Regions from separate parts of the Mus musculus genome. Here all the other regions are linked to region 2. A link is a contact called in public HiChIP or PLAC-seq and promoter capture Hi-C data. All regions are on one chromosome and are shown on one strand. The core of a region is the stretch at or near the end of the contact, and the rest is flanking DNA. Distances in the headings are between cores, read along the strand shown.

Region 1 (5,494 bases), core at 703-3,202, 320 kb before region 2:
AAAGAGGCCTGTGATGGCAGAAGCTACCCTGGCTGTGTGGTAGAGTGTGTGCCAGGAGTGACTGTAGGGTTCCCCAGGATCAAATACAATTGTAATAGTCCTCTGATGCCAGAGGTACTCATTGTATGCCAGGAACCATAAGCACGACACAGGCCTCATCCTCATAGACCCTTTGTGGGTGACAGAACAGAAGCTTGGAGAAAGCAGTAGGGACAGAGATAGTTTTGAAGTTCGTGTCTTTTTTTTTTTTTTTTGGTTTTTCAAGACAGAGTTTCTCTGTATAGCCCTGGCTGTCCTGGAACTCACTTTGTAGACAAGGCTGGCCTTGAACTCAGAAATCTGCCTGCCTCTGCCTCCCAAGTGCTGGGATTAAAGGCGTGCACCACCATGCCCGGCAGTTCATGTCTTTCTAACACAGAAACTGAATCCTCAGACAGCTTGCTTCAGAGCTGACTCGCAACCTGTGGCCCTCTTCCTGACTCAAGGAAGAAGCAAATTTGTCCCCAGTAGAATGTTGTGGGCCTAACAACAGAACCCTGTAACATCACATATGGGGCTCATTGGTTTGGTCCTTGGCAAAGCTGGGGGCCCGCAGGGGCTTGTATTGCTGCAGTATGTCTCTAAGGGCCTCCTAAAACCAAGGCCTGGGAATCTAAGCCCAGTCTGACACCAAGTGGGTCATAGCAGCCTCCATGTGTATGTTGTATCCTTTGAAGGCAACCAGGAAGCGCCTGCATTCCAGAGCCAGGGTCTGCTAGGGACCAGGCCCGAGACTTCAGCAAACGTGGGTGGTGCCTGGCCAGCCATAACACACACTCTGCCTTAGCCAAGAGAGAGCAAGCCCTGGCTCCTGTGGTCTTAGGGGGAGGTGTGGGGACAGCAGCAAGCTTGCGCCTCGCCCCAGGCACAGATGGTTCTCATTGCTCGCTCCTGCTCCTTCCTAGGAAAACAAACTAGCTCAGGGCCAACAGCCCAGTTTTATCTTGTGTTTGTTTTTGTTGCCATTTTTCTCCGCCTGAAGCCACTGTACTGTGGGCTGCGTCTGCAGGGTCTGTCTGGGGTGACCTTGGCATGGTGTCCCTCTTCAGACCAGGGTCCAGGGGTGCAGAAAAACTGCCAAGGACACTGCCATAGTCTGCACCCTGACATGTTCCTGTTCCACTGAGGGTCACAGCTACGTTTTCAAGAAGATTTAGAGTGGCCTGGAGAGAAGAGCAGAGACCTGGGTGAGTCCCAATGGAACTGGCTGTCCAGATGGTGCCCTGTGGCTGGCTGGGGGTTGGCTGAGGTGAAGGCTCCAAGGCTACTCAAGTTGGATGAAGAAAGATCACTCCGAGGTTCAGATCCTCAGGGTCCTGGGAGAACTCAGAGGAGGGTAGGCAGATGAATGAGCAACGGCCAGCCTCCCACGTGGGCTCCTGGTGTTCTTCCAGTATGTTTTCCAAACGCTTGCATTTCACAGATGAAATTCAACATGAAATCTGGTGGTGAAAGCCCTAGGAAGGTAGAGACTTGCCTAGGGCTGGACAGCATCCTCCCACCCTGACTCCATCTAGGAAGACCTGTTTTCTCCTTAGCCCCAGGAGCATCTGCATGGCCTGTACCCCACAAGAGGTGACAGGAAAGGAACAGGATGTGTGTGTGACAGCAAACTCTCGTGTGTGTGTGTGTGTGTGTGTGTGTGTGTGTGTGTGTGTGTGTGTGTAAGAAAAAGCACTAAACTCCAGGCTTAGCAGGGCTTCCCCCCCAAAGAAAAGGAAACACAGCATTGTCCACACTAGAGCAGGACTCTCCTTGCACTGGACCTCAAAGACAGAGCCCCGCCCACCCCACGGTAGGCGGGACCGCCGCAGTGGTGGCCGGTGGGCGCCTGCCCCTCCCCACCCTCCCTCCGCCTGGCGGCGGTGACATCACAGCTCTGGCGGGAGGGGCGGCGGCACCCCAGCACATCACTTCCTCGGCGTCTCCCGCGGACGCGCGGACAGGCGGACGGACGCGCGGACAGGCGGGCAGATCGGCAGGCGGACGGCCGCAGAGCGGGGCGGTGCTCCTGCTCGGCGCGTCCCCGACTCATGGCGAGCCCGGCCCCGCCCGTGGCCGAGGAGCTCCCGGGCCCGGCCTCCAGGCGCCTCTACTCCAGGTAGTTCAAGGACCGGGATGGGAACGGGGACCTGAGCGGCAGACGCGGGCGGGAGGCTGCCGGCCCAGAACAAAGGCTGCTGCGGCGACGCGCAACGTGGCCGGGGACGCGCCTCCCTGGATCTGCGTAGGGAGCGGTGGGGGCGCGGGGCCCAGGGCCCAAAGATCAGTTTCGCGGTAGAGGGGTTGGGACTGGGTTCTGCCTGCAACCCTGTCCTGATGCCAAAAGGGCTTACGGGGCGGGCACTCCACCACCCGGCTCTGCGGGACCCTGAGTAGCATGGATGCCAGTCTTCGTTATCTGGAGTTCTCTTCTCAAGCCTGACACTGCCGTGACCCGGTGTTGGTGTAGCATGGCCACGACCCAGGCTGTCATGATGGGGCCCTGCCTTCACTAGCTATCCCCAGCCCTAGGCCAGAAGGAGCTGGGCCTGAGCCAGGCAAGTGGGTGTGTGCTTCCCTACAAAGGCATTTGCCTTCCAGGCAGGTTCACAGGTGATCGAGCGGTCTGTGCTGTGTGCCCGCCCACTGGGAATGACAGGATAGTCCTGCCCCTGGCTCCATGCCTCCCTGGTGACTCCCTTTTGATGGATGAGGGTGTTCTCCGGTGAGATGCTGATCCCAGAAGTGGACCAGAGCTGTCAGTTCACTCTGGCTTCAGGTTGAGCTGGACCGGCCTGAGTTCTGGGCAGGGGCTGTCATCAGACCTAAAGGAAGGCCCAGCATCCTTCAGTTAGCTTCTGGCCCCCACCTCGTCTAGCCCTTCCCCATATCTGGGGTCTCCCTGTTAGGGGTCAACCCTGAAGAAATCTACTCAAGTGGGGTGGTTCATCAGCTAGCCAAGCTCTGCCTAGTACCCCCAAAGAGCAAAATGAGGGCTTGGTGCCTGGCGAACAGATCCTTGCCGTCCCGTTCTAATACAGTGTTCTAATGCTGCAGCTCAGAGACAGTGTCCCCATTGTGTGGTGTTGAAGATCATGCCTGAGCCCCACACCCTCCTCCAAGTTCTAGTGCAAGGGTAAGAGGTTTGCTAGCAGCTTCTTGGAGTCCCCTGGGAGCAGAGGCTCTGTGGGGTCACATTTAACTCAGGGCCAGCCACCCCTGTGAGAAGGAGGTGTCTACTAGGCAGACTGCAACGTGTGTGTGCATGTGCGTGTGCGTGTGTGTATGTATGTGTGTGCGAGTGCTCGCATGTAAGAGAGGGAGGTGGACATTCAGAGCACAGGTCTCAAAGCTGTGTCAGTTGCTCCCAGTTCCCCCTTGAGGTGACTCACTAGGTAGAACCCTAGCCCCTGTGTAGCTCTCACTGGTTAGGAACAGTATTCAGGATACTGGTTGAGGCCCTGTGCTCAGCTTGGCATCCCTCCAAGCTGAAACCCAAGCTGAGCTCAGAGGGTTGAGCTGGGACCAGATTTAAGCTGTGCAGCCAAGAGCCTTCCCACTGAGCCTTCCAGGAGGCCCGTGAGCTGTTTGGCCTCCACCTGTTGTGTCACAGCCAGGCTTCCCTGGGCTGATATGGGATGTCTTGGTGGGAGACACTCTCTGAATCATCCACTGTCCCACGAGCATCCCCATTCTTACTGGTATCTGACTGAGAGGGTTTGATACTTATAAAATGGGGCTGAAGAGCTGAGAAGAGCCACAGATAATGTCCCTGAATGGCCAGCTCCTCATGGAGTGTAGCGAGGGGCTGGCTCAGGGAGGCAGGAACACTGAGAGGGGTGGGGCAGAATGGAGAGGGTCTCTGTTGAGAATCTCTGGTACACTGGCACTGAGGCCAGAACAGGGGGTTGGGCTAGAGGGTCCCAGAGACAAGTAGCCAGGAAGTCCTTATATGTCCTCTTCTGGACTCCCAGCCCCACGAGGAAGAGGCTAAGGCTTGAGTGAAGCTGGGAAGGGAGGGTTAGCAGGGGAGCCCACATTGGAGTGGCCTTACAAAAGGTGCACCTAGGGTAGGGGCTACTGGTGCCCGGGCATGGCAAGGCCTCTGTGGCCACATGGCCATACAATGCTGGTCCCCTACTTTAGTATCTCTTTCTGTGTTCTCTCCTCAGCGCTGTCCCAGACAGCACAATTCCCCAGGTAGCCCTGCAACCCTGACCTTTAGGTCCTTTCCTGAAGCTAAGATATCTCTTCCCTTCGCAGCTTCTACTGCCCCTTACTCCCTCTCACCCCTTCCCTGGCTGCTGAGGGAAAGTCAGCGTAACTTCCTTCTGTGAGATGCTGGGCAGTGCGGAGCTGTGAGCAAGGGTCTCTCAAGCTTTGGGCCAGGGATCAGTCCCAGGTGTCTGCTCTGCAGAGAAGGGGGCAGGCAGAGATTCAGGTAGCTAGACAGCTCGTTGTGGATACTAGAGGACACCAGGAGACTTAAGGGGACACACAGATGAGATCAGGAGGCCACGAGCAGAGTGTGGAGTCAGCTGCTGCTACAGTGACTGAGATGTGGCAGACAGTGCCTGGGTCTTGGTTCTTGTGTTCTTGGCATCTGTAAGGGGAGTGGCACAGAGCTGTGATCCTTTGAAAGTGGCTCCAGAGGTGACATGGCTTGGGGTCAGGACCGCAGTGTAGAGATGGGTCAGCTGAGTGGGCAGTGCCCTCCTCTTTGGGGAGGTGAAGGATCACTGTTTGTCTGTTCATCTGTAGGTCTGTCTGGCCAGAAGCCAATGCCAGACAAGAGTTGCTCACTCCCAGAATTGGAGTGGCATGGACAGTGGGAGACACTAAGCTCTAGACCCCAGGTGACTTTGATTTTGAGCCTCAAGAGTAGAATTTCAGGCAACCCTTGGAGTGAACAGGCCTTTCAGAGGTCTGAGATAACCCAGCATCTGTTTGTTCAAATGGTGGCACCCCTGGGTGTGTGATCACCTTGACAGGTGACAGGTGGACAGCACCTTCTAGGCCTGCAGAGGTGGGAACAGAGGATCCAGGAACTTGTCTGCTCAGCCTCATCAGACTGACTGCCCCCAGAGGGCAGGAGAAGGTGGAAAGCTGTTGACAGGGAGGTGGGCAGGCCCCAAAGAGCACCCCTGGGGGTTCCAGGCTGGTGTTCCAGAAGTGGTACTCCTGTGCCTCAGAACAGAAAGTAAGAGCCCCAAGTAGTCTCAGCACCTACCCCTGCTGTCCAGCTCCTGTGGCTGCAGCTGTACTCACCCTGTTCTTATCTCTGGGTTCCATAGCCCAAAGACATGTAGCCTGGCAGGGGGGGGGGGCTCCAATGGGGTCTGGTCATGGGGGGGGGGGAGGTGAGGCCAAAATGGGGCAGTGGTCTAGGGAAAGGCCTCTGAGAAGCCACCAGTGCACTGCCCTCACGCACTGGATCAGGTCCTGACTCTGTAGTCCTGCCCATCAGTGGACA
Region 2 (5,187 bases), core at 1,512-4,011:
TAGGACATGGGAGAGCTACCAGTGTAAATTTCCAGCTGCCCAAGGCCTGTATGGATGGTTCTGTGTTACCCTGGTGAGGTCAGAGGGCATACCTCAGGCACGTGATCAGCCATGTTGGCCAAGTAGCCCCCCTTCTTCCTGGCTCCTGGATCTGGAAGATGAAAGGAATGGAGAGTTTCTTGTATTTTTCCAGTCCCTCAGGATGTCTCCTAGAAAACTTAATTTCTATCTCCCTCCACTTCCAAAGTTCTATCTCCCTAAAATGCTGACCATGCAACCCTTTGGTGAGCCCTAGAGGTTTGACACTGGGGTCTGGCCAACAGCATCAAAGCAAAACCCAGTGCCTTCCCACCACGGCTCTGCAAAATGTCAGGCTACAAACCATTCTTAGTGCTCACGGGCTTCTGAGCACTGAGCGTAGAAACAGCCACTTGCTCTTTGCCCCAATGTCACAGGCTCAGCTGAGCAGCTGTGCCATGCCTGTGGTGCTGATCTAGGACAGCATCTTTAGGGCAGCCACTCACATCCCATCTGAGCATGCTCCAGCCTACCTCTTACCTCAACTGGACATTGCTGGGCATTTGGCATAAGCAGACTTTAGTCACCAACTTTCCTGTACCAAAGAAAACAATCAATGTAGACCTTCCACAAGTGTCGCACCCCCAGACCTCTGGAGGCCCGAAGCAGTAGTCCCTTTACCCTTATGCTTTATGACACCCCCTGTCACTGTTAGCTGTATGCTCCACCATGCTTCCTCATTCTGAAATCTCGGTGCTGCATGGACCTACCATCAGGCACTTCGTCTTTTCCCCTTATCAGTTTCACTTGCCCATGGTGCTAGGGATGGAGACTCAGGCCTGTGTGCAGCCAAGTGAGCACCACTGAGCTCCACTCCAGCCCGTACCAGCTAGCAACCAGTAGATACCCAGTTTGAAAAGCCATCTCACATCAAGGTAGCTGGAGCATTAGGTAATAAGCTCCACTCATCTCCCCAAAGAGAGGCTTTGAGGTTGTAATGGCTGGTTTTGTGCCAACTTGATACAAGTTAGTCATTAGGAAATGCCCCCATGAGATCCAACTGTTAGGCATTTTCTCAATTAGTGAACAGTGGGGAAGGCCTAGCCCATTGTGAATGGTGCCATCTCTGGGCTGGTGGTGGAACACACCTTTAATCCCAGGCCATAGAGAAACCCAACCTCTTGGTTGGGGTTGGAGTCTGGCTCGGTGGTTAAGAGCACTGACGGCTGAGTTCAATTCCCAGCTCCCCACCATCTAGAACAGGCTCTGATGGCCTCCTATGGCATGCAGGTACAGGCGGAGCACTCAGCACCCTTTCATGGTCTCCGCCTTGACTTCCTTTGGCAACAAGCAGCAGTGTAAGTGTGTGCGGAATAACCCCTTTCCTCCCCAACTTGCTCTTTGGTAATGGTGTTTCATAGCAATAAAACCCCTGACTAAGACAGATACATCCTTGCTTCCACCCACTGTTGTTTTTGAGACAGTCTCTTGACCCAAGCTGGTGGATAAGAGAAACATGTGCCACAACGCTGTGTCCCAGGACCTGGTTTCATGATTTCCAACAGATCAATTTCTCTGTAAACTTCCTCTTTACACACCAGCCCCTCTATTTGGTTTATGCAGAGCCATCAAATGACCTAAGCCAGTCAAAAACTAGGAGGGACAATCCCACCTCCAGCTTTCAGGAGTGTTGTCAGGCTACAAATCATTCAGACGTTCACAGGGCAGAACACTGAGCGTAGACATAGCCTCTTTTCTCTCTGCCACCTACTGACGCACATGTGACACAGCAGCCACACCTGCAACGCCTCTAGGAGCAGGGTGTCGATGAAGCAAGTGCTGGGTGCCACACCGTGACTGTTAATGCGAATCTTAGTAACTTTGAGTCAACTCACCTAATAGCCCAACTCACCTAATAGCCCAACTCACCTAATAGCCCAACAGGCGCTTTCTTTCTGGCAGGCAAGCTTCCTAGGGAAAGGAAAGGAAGAAAGCATTCTGCACACACCCTATCAGGATCACTTTGGGGGACTGCACTAGACTTGTATTTTATTCCTATTCCAATGGGTCCACATGGCTTGTCCTTGCTAAGGCTTTTTTTTTTTTTTTTTTTTTTGGTTTGGTTTTTCGAGACAGGGTTTCTCTGTATAGCCTTGGCTGTCCTGGAACTCACTTTGTAGACCAGGCTGGCCTCGAACTCAGAAATCCGCCTGTCTCTGCCTCCCGAGTGCTGGGATTAAAGGCGTGCGCCACCACGCCCGGCTAGGCTTTTTACAAATAAAACCCCTTTTTCTTTCTCTCCAACTCAGCGGCATTACACTAGACAGAGTACTGTCTCACATCTGAGTTATCTCAAGTTGGTATTCAGCATGCAGCAAATATAGACAGAGTCTTTCCCTGGTGCTCCTTAGCCCTACGAAAGGGAGACCGGTCTGGAGCCCCAACCAGGGGCTTCTGCGTTGTACTAGTCCAGACAGGAGCCTCGGCTTTCCTTCTCGGGACTTCTGGGGGCAGTCCACCCGGCCCTCGGGCACATCGTGAACGCCCTTCCCCTTACCACGCGGTTAGCCTGCTGCACATATTAGGGCGACTAAACTCTCAGAAGGAAAGCACGGTACATCTTCGTTACGATCGTCAGGAGACGCAGTCTTCCCGGTAGCCGGCCAAGGGTATATAGGGTCATCCGCGGCGTCCCAACGGTAACAATGGCGATACAAACATAGAGCCGCCATGGCTGCCGAGAGGCCGAGCATCTCCACGCCACGTCCTTTATAGTACTGACTACGGCAGCCCGCGAGGGACTTTCACTGTCCTCCGAGTGCCGCGCCCTCTAGTGGCTCCTTCGCTCCTCGCCGGCGCTTCTCATAGCCCAGTCGGTTAGAGGCTCATGGGACTCTGTACTGCTTGATCCTAGATCCTGCCTTTCCAAGCAGAACTCAGAGACTTATTTCGAGTGTTACCAAGCTCACAGGACTTTTCAAACGACCCATGAAGTCCTGCGCCTTCTTACGAAACTCCTCGTTTTTGGTGGGGGCAGCCTTGCTCTCCCTGTTCTTAGTGATACTAAAGCTTCCACGCAAAGAGGAAAGGCCAGCTCTGACGAACCAGAATTTAGGAGGCAAGGAGGTGACCAGTTGTTTCCTCTTTTACAAGGACGCTTTGGGGATGAGTCAGGAGGGAGCTCCAGGGAGTTCATGGATTCCAGATGTTTCTAACTAGCCCCGCCTGTGGGGTTGTCTGTGGATCTGAGGCACACAGCAGCTTTTAGAAGGTTGGCTGTCCTCTGCTTCAGGACAGTGCTGGAAGACAAATAATACACTCTGACTACTTGCTGTGTTGTGTCCCGCACAAGTACAGATTTGTCTTTTAAGTCCTGAAACTGATGAGGGCTCCCAGGTGATGGGGTGAATTGTGGGCCTGGGGACACACCATTGAGCACTCTTCTTTTACTGGTGGGCCAGCCCAGCCACACTTGTTAATAGTCCCAAGTTCTTGAACCCTTATATTGCCTGCCTGTCTGCCTTCCCACCTCCCTCTCTCCCTTCCTCCTTCCTGTTTTTTGATACGATGTCTCATATAGCCTAGGCTTCAAACTTGCTATGTAGTTGAAGATAAGTTGAACTTCTGATCCTCCTGCCCCTAACTTCTAACAACTAGATTTTGAGGGGTGAACTGTTATGCGTGGCCCAAAGCCTTGAAACTGGAGTTACAGATGGTTTTGAGTCGTCATGTGGATGCTAGAAATCAAACCTGGTTCACTAAGGAGCGGGCTCTTATCTTAGCCTCACGACTTGTTACCAGTCACTTTTTGTCTTAGTGATCTGTCTTAATTTCCTTTTCTGTAGCTGTGATAAAATACCAAGACAGAAGCAGGTTAAGCAGAAAGTGTTTGGGCTGCAGTTTGAGGTTGCAGTTTAGCATGACAGGGAAGTAACAGCAGTAGGCTTGAAGCAACTGGCCCACATGGCAGGTCAAGGATTAGAGAGTGATGAATGCTGGTCCTCAGATAACCCCTTCTATACTCCAGGATCCGAGCTAGGCCAGAGAATGGTGCCACACAGAAGGAGTTGGTCTTTCCATCTCAATTAACCTAATCAAGATAAGCCCTCCCGTACACCCAGAGGTTCACCTCATGGGTGATTTTAGATCTTATCAAATTGCAAATTGAGATGAACAGTCCCGATCCCTGACCAAAGCAACTTAAAGAAGGAAGAAATATTTGGCTTATAGTTCAAGGGAATACAGTACCGTCATGAGGCAGCAGGCATGGCAGTAGGGCTAGGAGGCAGCTGACCACACAGACCCTACAGTCAGGAAGCAGAGAGCGAGAACGAGTGCCAGAGGCAGTCATGAGGTTAATTGCACAAATTAGCTCCTCTATTCACATTGATCCAAACAAAACTGCAATCTCCTGGACAGAGGGGTGTGGACAATGATTTTGGTGTGGATAGTGGAAGGCAGGATTCTGCTTCCAGAGCAATTCTGCATGTCAGAAAGTTGGAGCAGCAGCAGAGGTAGCAGCTTCAGCAGAGGTAGCAGCTGCGGCAGTGGCAGCAGTGGCAGCAGCAGCAGCACTGGCACCGGCACTGGCAGAGGCAGCGGCAGTGGCAGCAGTGGCAGCAGTGGCGGCAGCAGCAGCAGCACAAGGAGCTGCTAGGCTAGAAGCACAGAGCTGAGCTGAGGCCATGCATCTTTTCACACTCACTGCAGGGCTGGGCCTGCTCTCTGTGGTTCGAGCCACGATGCCTCCTCTGACTCCTGCCAGTCCTGAGGAGGTGATGGCCCTGGGGAGGGAGGACTGAGGGTAGCAACTGGCTTCCAAGCTCAGACCTTGGACTGGGTGTGTCTCAGGCCTGCAGATGGAAGCCACAGGTGATGTTGAAAAAAATACCTCTCTTACGTGCTTGGTGGGATCTTCTCAGGTGGGAGTGGGGCTTGAGCAGGTGTTCCAGGCCATGGTCATGTCTTTCTTCTCACTGTGTGCACTTAGAGACTAAGAGGCTGCTGGGGGACAGGGGAGGCTTGCTAGATGGACGCTGTCCTGGCTCTAGCTGGACTCCCAAGAATAGCCTGCCTTCCTTCCTTCCTTCCTTCCTTCCTTCCTTCCTTCCTTCCTTCCTTCCTTCCTTCCTTTCTCTCAGTGTGTGTGTGTGTGTGTGTGTGTGTGTG
Region 3 (5,546 bases), core at 271-2,770, 400 kb before region 2:
GCTCGCCTTTAATACCAGCCCTCAGAAGGCAGAAGCAAGCGGATCTTTCTGAGTTCAAGGCCAACCTGGTCTATAGAGTGAGTTCTAGGACAGCCAAGACTACACAGAGAATCCCTGGCTTGAAAAACTATAAATAAAGAGGCAAACAAAGAAAACCCCACACACTGCTCTTTCAGTCTGGAGTGTCATTCCCAGCTCCCTCCACCTCTGATTCCAGCTGCAGGGAATCCAAAACCTCTGCCTTCCAAGGGAAACTGCACTCACCTGCACACACCCACGCCCATGTAATTCAAAACAAATTAAGTATTAAGAAGAAAGAAAAAGAAAACTTACGACCCAAGAGAACAATGTCATTAGATTCTACATAAGGACCAAAGCAGAGGTCAATGGATTCAAGGCCAGCCTGGACAACGTCATGAAACTGTCTCAAAAAAATAAAAAAATATAAGTCAAAGTGCCCCAACAATGAGGAAAGAGAGGGTAAACATTTTAAAATAGTCATCTGCAATTGCGTACTTGGAAAAAGGGCTTCTTTGCAAATCTGTTTAAGAAGAACACAGCAGTGTTCAACATCAGACCTAAAACCAAAGGTGCAGGAAAAAGAGTAACAATTTGTTGTCTTGCCCTGAGAGATCTGTAATTAGAGGTTAGTTCAACAGTTGTAAGCCAGTGAAGCCAAATGTAAGCCAGTGCTGGGAAGGCCACTTAAATTCCATTTACAGGAGCTGCTCCAAGGGGTCTGAGTTCTACAAAGGTGAGTAACTAAACATATATGGGAAGATTTCCTGAAAGCTATGGCTAGTGACCCAGAAGCCCAGCAAGAAGACGCTTTGTAAACTTTCTGCTGTTGCAGAGCAGTCCCCAGAGTGGGTATCTAAGTTTCTCAGCCCAATGCCCACCATATGGTCGGCTACCTAGCAAACGAGGCTGAGGTTTGACAGGAATGGGGACCTTCCTGAGTGGAGAGGGTAGCCTCTGAAATGCAATTGCTGGGTATGGGGAAAGTCAAACTGATCGGGTAGTGGCTAGGATAAGTGGTTGGGGACATGTTGAAGTCGGTGTTCTGAGCTGGCGACCTCAGGAAAGCCATCGGCCCCATCTGTGGGGCTTCGCCCACGTAGCTGTTGCGTCGGAGGAACGTCCACCGGCGCGCGGGGCCCTCACCTCGCACGTCCGCCGCCAGCGCTCGCCAGGTGGGTGCGTAGCCGATGCAGTGGCCGCACCACGACGAGTGGAACTGCACCAGCCACGCGGCTGAGCTGTTGCCCGTGGCCGACCGCACGCTGCCGCTGTCCAGCAACCACACGGCGTCTGAGCCCTCGCGGTAGAGCCGCGCCCCGCCGCCCTCCCGGGGCCCCACTGCCGCCACCACCGCCAGCAGGAAGAGCAGCCGCGGCAGCCGCGCGGCTCGAAGAGACGGTGGCTGCCGCGCATAAGCTCCTGGATCCCGCGCCACAGCCCGGGCGGCAGCCATGTTGGGAGTGCCGCCGGCGCGTTGACCTTTCACCCTGGCAACCGGCGTCACGTGCTTGCGCGCGCCGGTCCCGCCCTAGGCACTAGCCCCGCCCCCGAATCCGCTAATCTTCCCAGGCACTACTCTTCGTTCTCGCCCCGCCCTCGTAATTTGACCCCCCTCCCCAGCACTGGTCATTCCAGGTCCCGCACAGCTCGCTTTTTTGCTCCGCCCCCGAACATTGTTCCCGCCCCAGAATGTAGGCCCCGCCTCATTCCTTAAGTCTGCTCCGCCCCTGTGCTCCTGGCCCCGCCCCTGCCTCTGGTCATTGGCCCTATCCCAATTAAAAAAAACTCTTAAAAATCTTAAAACCCGCAAGCAATTTTCACCTAGTGAAAGTCCTGGGCCTAAGTAGCCAGATTTAGCAAGGGGAAATAGCCCGTGCCATGTTGAATGTTGAGTAAACACCAGGCCAAGATTTTCAGTCTGAAATGCAGATTTAATAGGACAAAAACAGATCGAAAAAATATTTGCTATATGCCTGTATTTCTTATGTAGCATGAATCCTAGATTTTACATGCAACCTATGATTTTACCTGTCAACTTCAAACATCCACGATGATCCCTTGACCTTTTTATAACCCACATGATACAGTAGAACCACCTGGTAAAGTTGGCTGGCTTCCTGCTAAGATGGTAGAAAGGAGAGGTAGACCTGACTCTTCTTTTTTAGACAGGGTTCTAAGGCTGGCATGGAGTTCACTATGTGCCTGAATCTGTCCTCCTGCCTCCCTGGACTGGGATTACACATGTGCACCACCATGTCTGGCTTCTCCAATCACTCAGTCTACTTTCCTATGCTAATGTTCTGCTTTCTCCAAACACTAGAGAGAATATGTAATCTCTTCTACTTCCTGTTTGTCTACCTGATCTCTCACTGTACGGTTTTTCCTACTTCACTCCCTGTCAACTGGTCTCTTGTTCTTCCTCTTGACCTATTTAATATTGTTTACAATAAACCAGGCGTGGTGGCGCATACCTTTAATCCCACCACTTGGGAGGCAGAGGCAGGCAGATTTCTGAGTTCGAGGCCAGCCTGGTCTACAGAGTGAGTTCCAGGACATCCAGGGCTATACAGAGAAACCCTGTCTTGAAAAGCCTATCTATATCTATATCTATATCTATATCTATATCTATATCTATATCTAATCTATACTGTTTACAATAAACAGAAAGCTCATGGATTAAAGGTGTGTGCTAAGGGCTGAGCCACACCACAACTAGAAACCGGTTTTATTCTCAGTAAATAACACAGTCTTGGGGTTTACATTGTGATCAAATATCCTGCAACAGGGAGACATGGTTGGGAGACAAATACAGAGAAGCTATTTGATTTTTAATGGTCACCAGAGGATGAATAAGCAGGACAAGGGACCAGAGAGACTGGTAGGGAAACTGCCTGGGGGTAGGGTGGGGGGAGGCAGTCATGAGAGTAGGACTGGCTTCTTCTTCTTCTTCTTCTTCTTCTTCTTCTTCTTCTTCTTCTTCTTCTTCTTCTTCTTCTTCTTTGTCGTCGTCGTCGTCGTCGTTGTTTAAATTTTGAGACAGAGTTTCTCTGTGTAACCCTGGCTGTCCTGGAACTCACTCTGTAGACCAGGCTGGCCTCGAACTCAGAAATCCGCCTGCCTCTGCCTCCTGAGTGCTGGGATTAAAGGCGTGTGCCACCATGCCCAGCAGGACTGGCTTCTTGACCCTCAGTTTGTATGTGGAAAGGATCTGGACAAGGCCAGCCTGGGATGGGAGAGCTTGATCTTCAGGTCCCAACTCTACACAGAAGGCAAGAAAGTCTGAGGCAGGATGGATAAGGAAACTTCAGGGGATATGAGAGAGTCTGGAGATTGGCTGACGCTTGTCTCTAGCTGATAGTCAAGAATTCCAATGCAGTTAACATTTGCTGACACAGAGACAACATTTTAAAATAAGGATGTTAAAGTAGCAGCAAGCCATGTTTGTGTCTTTTCGATCTAAACCTGCAGGTTTCTAGGAATTTCACAAGGAACTCATTTACAGGAAAAGTAGTTCCTTAAACTCCTTGTGGCCCAAGGTTTTATTTTACCAGATTGTAATTCCATCCAGATGGCTTCAGAACCATCCTATAATCTCACTTATTGGAAAGGGGAAAAGAGGAAGAGGAAGGGAGAGTCCCTTAGATATCTGTTGAGCAAAAAACTCTGATAGCCTCTGAAATCCTATACATGGCTATTTCAAAGCCACTTAGATATGACTCTCCTTTGAGAAGTCAACACCCAGGATTGGGTGTGCCTTATTTTTTCCCTAAGCATCTCTCTATTAACTACTATGCTGAAGTTTTTGTTGCTTTCTTCCTAATGAACTCTGACTTCACTACCATCTGGCCCATCCTGAAATTCTTATCTGTGGCAAAGTCAAGGATCTGGTGTTACCTGGATGGGGATCTTTGAAAGTTGAGGAGACTCTGCAGGTTGCTGGGGACTACATGAGCTATGTCTACTGCTGAACTATGTCTCACTGATGACAAGTCCACTGTAGTCCCAGCCCATGCAGCCAGTCCTGGGGCAGGGCTCAGACAGCAGGCAAGATGAGAATACACTTTCCAGGGAGTTTATGGTTCCCAACCATTTGTAAGAGCCCCAGTGGCCTTTGTATATGTTTTATGAGAGTGGCTGTCATGGTAGAGCAGGAGAGCATGGGGCCCCAGGGACTTGGGAAATTCATGTGACAGTTTGGCATGTGGAAAGCTGAAAGCATGGTCTAAAGAGACTGGTTTGCAAAGCACTGACAGAGACAGATCACAGGAAAATCAAAAGTGTGCTTTAACTGAGAAATAACTATTTTCTATGAAAAATAATAACTTCTCCCGAGGCTCATGTCAAGATTTATTGGTCCAAGTAGTTATGAGGAATCAGAACCAGGGCAGGTACAGCCTGAGACCTTGGAGGGAGGGACCTGGGACTGAAGCCTTACTACGATCAATGTGTTTGAATGCCAAAGCACCCTGCTCGAACACATGGGCAAATAAAACGTGTCCAGCACTTTCTGCAGATACACTTTCTCTCCGCCCACAAGAGCAATTTTACAACTTGGCTCCTGCAGCTGCAGCCCATCTTCAGACAGCCTGGCCTGATTCTCATTAGTTTCCCATCGCCAGCTTCCCTTCAAGGACACTGTGCCAAGGCTAACGCATGCTGCACCTGCTCTGTAGCCAGGGAAGGCGGGTCGGGGGAAATCCTGGCTATACTGTGTGTGTAGCCCTACTGTGCCCACATTTCAGCACCAATCCCCATGAAATAGACTGGGCGGGGGCAAGGGAGGTGTGCTGTGGAACTTGAGGCAATTTTGCAAGGTTTTAATGGGGGATATTTATTGTCATGCCAAATATGTGTGTATAAAATGCATAGTTTCTCTCATTCAGCCACAAATCCAATGGAGTTATCAACGAATAGAAAAGGAAAAAAAAGTTTTTAAAAATTAGATTAATTTATTCCAGAACAAGAGAGCAGGAAATAGGAAAGCCATAGGTCAGAAATGTGTCTTGAGATTATATACACAAAAGACTTCATTTTCCCTGACTGAGCCAAATCTCTTCTGTGCACTGGGCGGGCCAGGAAACTTGGTGCAGGCTATTAGCTGGCAGATCCCTGGAGCCATGTGTTAGCTTACTGAGCGGTCCATTGGAGCTAAGAGGCTGGGATGCCCCTGAGGCAAGTTAGACTGTGGGTCTGCAAGGGGCTGTTGGGAAGGTAGCCTACTTCACAGAGGGGCACAAAGGAATTATAAGTGGCCTGGGAACCAGCACCAAAACAGGCAGCAGTGGCGGGACAAATATGGTGACCTGGCCCCAGGGGGTTTTCCCATTCCTTGTGTTGTTAAATTTGGGTTTCCCAGGGGCCATAAGCTAGCCAGAGGAGATCCATACTTCTGTGCATCTAAGCATAGGCAGGAGAAGCCAAGACCTAGATGGATCAGCCCTGGACTCACATGTCTCCAAGGTTAGCAAGATGCTCATCTGTCAGGAATCCATACCCATAGGGGCCCTCTGATTCAAAAAATAACT
Region 4 (5,829 bases), core at 412-2,911, 320 kb after region 2:
TAATGGAATCAAAATTAAATATAAGCCACATTTATTATTTTGTTAAAAGCCACATTTAATTTTGAACTGACATACCACAGGTTCAAGAAACTTGTGTGTACATCTATTCTATCATCCATGCACTTCCCATCACCACTAATGGTGCTTTTCACTTCTTTATTTGGAGTTTCACTTAGTGACTTCCATGGTCAACACTGTGGGACACAGTGATCACTTCCGTTATCTCTGGAGGCGGCTACAGCTCAGAATCTAAGGAAGACCTGGAGGAAGGGAGTTCAATGGAAAGAAAGAAGTCCTGTGAAACCAGATAGGGCTGATCCATGTAGAGGAGAGGTCCAGGAGACCAATTTCTTCCTTGTGTTCAAATCTCCAGTTAAGACCACAACAAGATGGCAACCAGCTGAGAGATGTTGCAGTGAGTTTCTACTTATTCACTCCCCTAATACTTAAAAGGCCTGAAGGATTTAGATTCTTGTAGAAACCAGAGCCAAATCCAAGTTTCCTTTAGTAAACATGTCCTCCCTGCACACTTTACTTTCTTGGGAGAAAGAACAAGAACCAGCATACACAGCCCTGACTGTCCACAGGGTTTGGCTGCTCCTGGGTGTCCTGTTGGAAGATCCACACTAAGGAACAAGGTGGAGTGTTGTTATGGAGGCCAAGAAATTCCTTATTGTCTTTCTTACTGAGGCTCCATGACATACACTCCTCAAGACTCCCTAGAAGTCGACAGTGAAGGCATATTCAGCACCCCAGTTCTGCTGTTTACACCGTATGTGACCTACTTTCAACTCAAACCCTGTAAGTTATGTGTCACAATTTCCCCGTCTAAGAAACAAGGGCAGTAAAAGCATCTAACTAAGCTGGGCGTGGTGGCGCACGCCTTTAATCCCAGCACTCGGGAGGCAGAGGCAGGCAGATTTCTGAGTTCGAGGCCAGCCTGGTCTACAGAGTGAGTTCCAGGACGGCCAGGGCTACACAGAGAAACCCTGTCTCGAAAAAACAAAAACAACAAAAAAAAGCATCTAACTAGTATGGAAGAATTTATGAATGGGGGTAGGTATAGAGGCTCAGGACTAGGGAGGCTACCTAATGTAGGAGGACAACCACTAGTGTGGGTATACCCTGAGCTACAATAGTTCCAGAACCACTGGGCCAGAGTTCTGGGACATAGTTTAAGACGTTGCCAGGGTGGCAACCTAGATAAGTGATTCATAATTGAGAAAAAGAATTTGAATGAAGCAGAGGGCAACATCCCTTCCTCCTTCGGAGTCTGTGGCTACCTGACAGAAAGTTCGGGATGAAGGTGGCCTGTCGCCGGTCTCACCTCTTGCAACGCCTTCCAATTTTGAGAAAAGTTCTCGGGGGCCTTCGGCGGTCGGCCTGCCACAGCCGCCGGGTGGCTTCCCGGAACCCCACTTCCTGCCAGAGCTTTGCTCTTCCTGAACTTCTTCTTGGCTTTCTTCCTAGCGAGCTTCCTGATAGGCCCAGGTTGGGGCACCGGCGCGGTGGCCTTCGTCTTCATCTCCCCGCTCTCCGCAGTCGGAACCACCAGGGAAGAGACCGCGACTCCAGCAACCGCGCAAGCACACATTTCCCAGGGTGCAAGCGTGCTCCACTGCGCATGCGGGAACCCGGGTTGCTGTTCTCTTCGCGACCTGCTAGAAACCGAGACTGCATCTTTGGTTCCGCACGTATGCGGACTCTGCGACTAGCCCGCTAGTTAGCACTGGGGGCTGACAGCCCTGGCTAGCAGCGCTGCGGTTGGATACCCAGAGTTTGACGGAAGGGAGCCCAGACCTTCACAAAGATCTGGTGTCCCGGAAGGCCGCAAATGAGGAGACTCTGGGACACCGGAAAAGGCTGGGGGACTACTCTCGGTGTGGCACTCACGGGGGTACGGAAGAGGCGGAGGCGGGTCTTGTGTAGGTTGCCCTATGCACAACCACACACTGCGAATACCGAAGCCTTCCCCACGTCTCTGGTTTACTGACTGCAAAGGCACGCCAGCAGTGTCCGATATTAATGATAAAGCAAAATTTAATTGTGACTATATACGTATACATATACATTCTTAATCGCAGTGTTAATGACCAGCAATCTATTCTTGATCCTGATAGTGCAATACAGATGGGGCGGTCACAGTTGAATCGTTTGCCCTCGGGTTTCTCTGACTAGAGATAAGCAGCAAAGCCAACAGACCACGTAAGAAGGTTTGGGAGACTTGGTGGTGGCTGTTAGGAAAAATATCCAATCAGGACACCCCCTCCCCGGCACCCCCCAAGACCAAGTTCTGAGCACAGAGAAGGCTAGGCAGATTCCGCAACACACTTCAAATTGGCAGTTAAAGAGACTAGGCCTAAGGTATGGGCAAGTCCAAGCAACTCGATTACTAGTAGAAAAAAAAAAAAAAAATCCAGGCTCTAGCCTTCGCACCTGTTGGTATTCTGTCTGGACTCCACCCCCACCGAAACCTGGCAACAGCCAGATATGCTCCTCCACACAGTTACCTGGTAGCAGCTAGGTAGGACTGACCCTATAAAAGGGGCTGCTTGCCCCCTCATCCCTCTCTCTTTCTCTCTCACGCTTTTGCCTCTTGGCCCCTTGTTCCCCCCTTTCCCCATTCCCTTACCCCCTCTCTCCATATGCTCATGGCCAGCCTCCAATCCTCTCCTCCCCCTCCCCCTCCCCCTCCCCCTCCCCCTCCCCCTCCCCTCTCTGCCTTTGTCTCTACTACCCTCTTAACTCCCCTCCCCATGCCCCGAATAAACTCTATTCTATACTATACCGTCATGTGGCTGCTCTCTCAGGGGGAAGGGATGCTGAGGCATGGGCCCACTGAGGCACACCCTTCCCCCACACCCTGCCAGAACAGATCTTAGTAGCTCTTTCTCTTTTTATGATCACAACAGCACTCACTCAGATAATGGTTCTGGAATGCCTAGAGATAGAATAAGATAAAGCCCATCTACCCCAGAAATCCAGTGCGCTTTAAATCGAGCCTTCAAGCTCACTTGATGGTCTCTCTATCTTAGCAATGGGAGACCCCAGCATGCTGGACTTCTGCAGAATAAAACACTCTTTGCGGTTACATACTATTTGAGTCCAGGGTGCCAGTTTTGGGGGACCCTTACAAAAAGAGATTTATTTGCCCCAGAGGGTAGGAAATAAGAGACATAGATATGAGAGAGAGAGAGAGAGAGAGAGAGAGAGAGAGAGAGAGAGAGAGAGAGAGAAAACAAAGTAGAGGGAGGAGGCTATTTGCCCTGGGGGGTGGTACCTCTGCCTACTGATGAAACAGGAATGGCACTAGGAAATTGGCAGTTTATGAAGATATAAAGGACGAGGTGTTTAATTTGTTTGTTTGTTTGTTTGTTTGTTTGTTTTTCGAGACAGGGTTTCTCTGTGTAGCCCTGGCTGTCCTGGAACTCACTCTGTAGACCAGGCTGGCCTTGAACTCAGAAATCTGCCTGCGTCTGCCTCCCGAGTGCTGGGATTAAAGGCGTGCGCCACCACCGCCCGGCCGGTGTTTAATTTTTAATTGGACATGTTAATTATGTGAGTCAAAGGGGGCTTTTCCTTGCTAGACCTCAGTGCTTTTATAGCTGGACTTTGGTAGTCAGCCTCAAAAGGAAGAAGAGACCAGATAAGGGAATGCACCTTGGTGGCTAGCCTTAGGAATGTAATCTGATGGTTTTTAGCAAGGCAGAGGGAATGGGGAAAGGGCAAGGCCTGCCAGAACCAGGCTCACCATCTCAAGTTGGCCAGAGTCCCTTTAGTGGTAGTCATGATGCTGGTGGGGTATGTGCCAAACACCCTTGGCACCCCTCTCCCTCTTAAGTTAGAGACCCAGGGAATCCAGATGAGTTCAATGACTAGGAGAGAAATGAAATTTTGTAAATTGCAAATTTAGCATTTGCTTAGTTTTCTGTAGTAGTTTGAGGTCTAGAATCTTCTGTCATGGGACATCAAGGTTGTTTCCAGCTTCTGGCTATCACAGATTTATTTATTTTCATTTTTCTGTTGGTGCTATTGAAAGACTCCAAAAGGAGCTCAGGCCTCAGGACAATAGACAAGAACTCACGACAGACCGAGCTTGTTGCAAACCACATGAGGCTTTATTCAGGGAAAGCCAGAGCTCTGGGGACGACTCATATCCCACGCAGGGGTAGAGGAGTCGACCTCGAGGGGAAAGAGTTCCCAGTTTTTATAGGCCCTCAGGGGGGAAAGGAGAAGGGGGAGATTAGGGGATTTCCAGATCTAAACAATGTCTATTCTCAAGAAATGGGTATGGGAGGGGTACAAGGAAAGAGTCTAATGAAGGTGCAGCAATGGGCACACACCTGGTCAGAACATTGGCAGACACACAGGTTCGAGGAGTGGCCAGAGCATTGTGCACCTCTATTTTTCTAAATCAGTGAAGCTAGTTCTGCTAACACTGACAATCTTGCCAATTTCAGGGCTTCTGTGTCCTTTTACATTCTGCCAGGATCTTTCACTATCAAACCTAAGGCTTCACACATACTACACAAGTACTCTCTCTACATCTATACTTCCAGCCTAGGAACTGGGATTTTAACTCATTTGTTGATTATTCCTGTGGCCTATAATGTCAATATTCATCTTATTTTCTTTTTTAAAAATTTTGTTTGTTTCCAGAGAAATAGCGTGCTTTTTTATTTAATGTATGAGTGCTCTGCTGCATATACATTCACCTGCCAGCAGAGGGCATCAGATCCTCCTATAGGTGGTTGTCAGCTACCATGTGGGTGCTGGGAATTGACCTCAGAACCTCTGGAAGAGCAGACAGTGTTCTTTTTTGTTTGTTTGGTTTGGTTTTGGGTTGTTTTTTTGTTTTTTTGTTTGTTTGTTTGTTTTTCGAGACAGGGTTTCTCTGTGTAGCCCTGGCTGTCCTGGAACTCACTCTAGACCAGGCTGGCCTCAAACTCAGATTGCCTGCCTCTGCCTCCCGAGTGCTGGGATTAAAGGCGTGCGCCACCACTGCCTGGCTCAGCCAGTGCTCTTAACCACCGAATTTTTTTCATGTAATACAATTTGATGATGTTTTCCCCTCCCCCATTTCCCCCAGATCCTGCCCACCTCAGTCCCACCCAACCTCATGTTCTTTCTCCCTCCCTTCCCCCCACACCCTCCAAACCCCCAAAATCTTAATAAATACAAATACTAAAATACAAATCCCACATGGAATCTGGTGTTGTCTTGGTCAACTACTCCTGGAACTTGGGCCTATCCTGGAGTGTGGTTAATAAACCCAACAACATTCTACCGGAAAAAACTTACTTTATGTTTCCCAACAGGCTATCAATTGATTAGGGGTGGGGCTTTGTGTCTACCTCCCCTTTCTCACTGCTGGAGTTTTGTCTGGCTTGACCAATACAGGCTGTGTGATGTTGCCACAGTCACTATGAGTTTAAATGTGCATCAGTCCTAGGGTAGCTGAAAGACACCTTCAACTCTGACTCTTACCATCTTTCCACCTCCTCATCCAAATAAGTCCCTGAGCCTTGAGGAGAGGGTTCTGACGACCCATTTAGGGCTGAGTGCTCCGCAGTCTGTCTGTCTGTCTGTCTGTCTGTCTCTATCTATCTATCTATCTATCTATCTATCTATCTATATATAGTTCAGTTGTGGGTCTCTACTGCAAGAAGTGTCTCTAGTGAAGAATGAGGGATGCACTGATGTACCAGGATATCATTAGGTGTCATTTTATTGCCATGCTCCTTTGGCAGAATAATAGTAGTCGTTTTTCCCCTAGGCCTATGACACGTGTAGTCTCAGGTTCTAGCAGCTTTACCAGTGTCTGTATGG

Evidence for each region. Promoter capture Hi-C pulls out the DNA fragments that hold promoters and counts their contacts. HiChIP or PLAC-seq counts read pairs in DNA pulled down with a chosen protein or histone mark. Capture Hi-C pulls out chosen DNA fragments and counts their contacts.
Region 1: a promoter capture Hi-C map of liver shows a contact between it and region 2, with 4 times the contacts expected there. The contact joins the promoter of Gpsm1 here to the promoter of Snhg7 in region 2. A contact is called at or near these places in 10 of 39 promoter capture datasets (the 3T3-L1 cell line, the C10 cell line, cranial neural crest and 5 more), 1 of 15 datasets of contacts at CTCF or cohesin (the NIH/3T3 cell line), 6 of 484 Hi-C or Micro-C datasets (B cells, the N1E-115 cell line, double positive thymocytes and 3 more), 5 of 115 datasets of contacts at active chromatin or transcription factors (T-cell acute lymphoblastic leukemia, bone marrow-derived macrophages, double positive thymocytes and 2 more) and 3 of 9 other capture datasets (adipose tissue, embryonic stem cells and liver).
Region 3: a contact with region 2 is called in a promoter capture Hi-C map of neural stem cells. The contact joins the promoter of Qsox2 here to the promoter of Snhg7 in region 2. A contact is called at or near these places in 3 of 39 promoter capture datasets (liver, neural stem cells and pre-B cells), 1 of 115 datasets of contacts at active chromatin or transcription factors (bone marrow-derived macrophages) and 3 of 9 other capture datasets (adipose tissue, liver and macrophages).
Region 4: a contact with region 2 is called in an H3K27ac HiChIP or PLAC-seq map of epiblast stem cells. The contact joins the promoter of Rexo4 here to the promoter of Snhg7 in region 2. A contact is called at or near these places in 2 of 39 promoter capture datasets (embryonic stem cells and neural stem cells), 1 of 15 datasets of contacts at CTCF or cohesin (embryonic stem cells), 5 of 484 Hi-C or Micro-C datasets (CD8 T cells, bone marrow-derived macrophages, cortical neurons and 2 more), 25 of 115 datasets of contacts at active chromatin or transcription factors (the SCID.adh cell line, T-cell acute lymphoblastic leukemia, astrocytes and 15 more) and 4 of 9 other capture datasets (adipose tissue, embryonic stem cells, liver and 1 more).

The regions. Positions count from the first base shown.
Region 1 is chr2:26,313,581-26,319,074 of GRCm38.p6, forward strand. Gpsm1 (G-protein signalling modulator 1 (AGS3-like, C. elegans)) reads left to right here and starts at 1,953. Exons shown (of 14, transcript NM_153410.5): 1 at 1,953-2,140. The coding sequence starts at 2,073. Gm52505 (a long non-coding RNA gene) reads right to left here. Exons shown (of 2, transcript XR_003953775.1): 2 at 1,769-2,846.
Region 2 is chr2:26,637,483-26,642,669 of GRCm38.p6, forward strand. It overlaps Snhg7 (small nucleolar RNA host gene 7), which reads right to left and starts at 2,762. Exons shown (of 4, transcript NR_024068.2): 1 at 2,576-2,762; 2 at 1,948-1,989; 3 at 559-613; 4 at 1-151. Snora17 (small nucleolar RNA, H/ACA box 17) reads right to left here and starts at 1,839; the gene lies at 1,708-1,839. Snora43 (small nucleolar RNA, H/ACA box 43) reads right to left here and starts at 503; the gene lies at 365-503. Snhg7os (a long non-coding RNA gene) reads left to right here and starts at 4,639. Exons shown (of 4, transcript XR_003953776.1): 1 at 4,639-5,187.
Region 3 is chr2:26,235,879-26,241,424 of GRCm38.p6, forward strand. Qsox2 (quiescin Q6 sulfhydryl oxidase 2) reads right to left here and starts at 1,521. Exons shown (of 12, transcript NM_001302956.1): 1 at 1,165-1,521. The coding sequence starts at 1,474.
Region 4 is chr2:26,962,725-26,968,553 of GRCm38.p6, forward strand. Rexo4 (REX4, 3'-5' exonuclease) reads right to left here and starts at 1,662. Exons shown (of 8, transcript NM_207234.2): 1 at 1,328-1,662. The coding sequence starts at 1,594.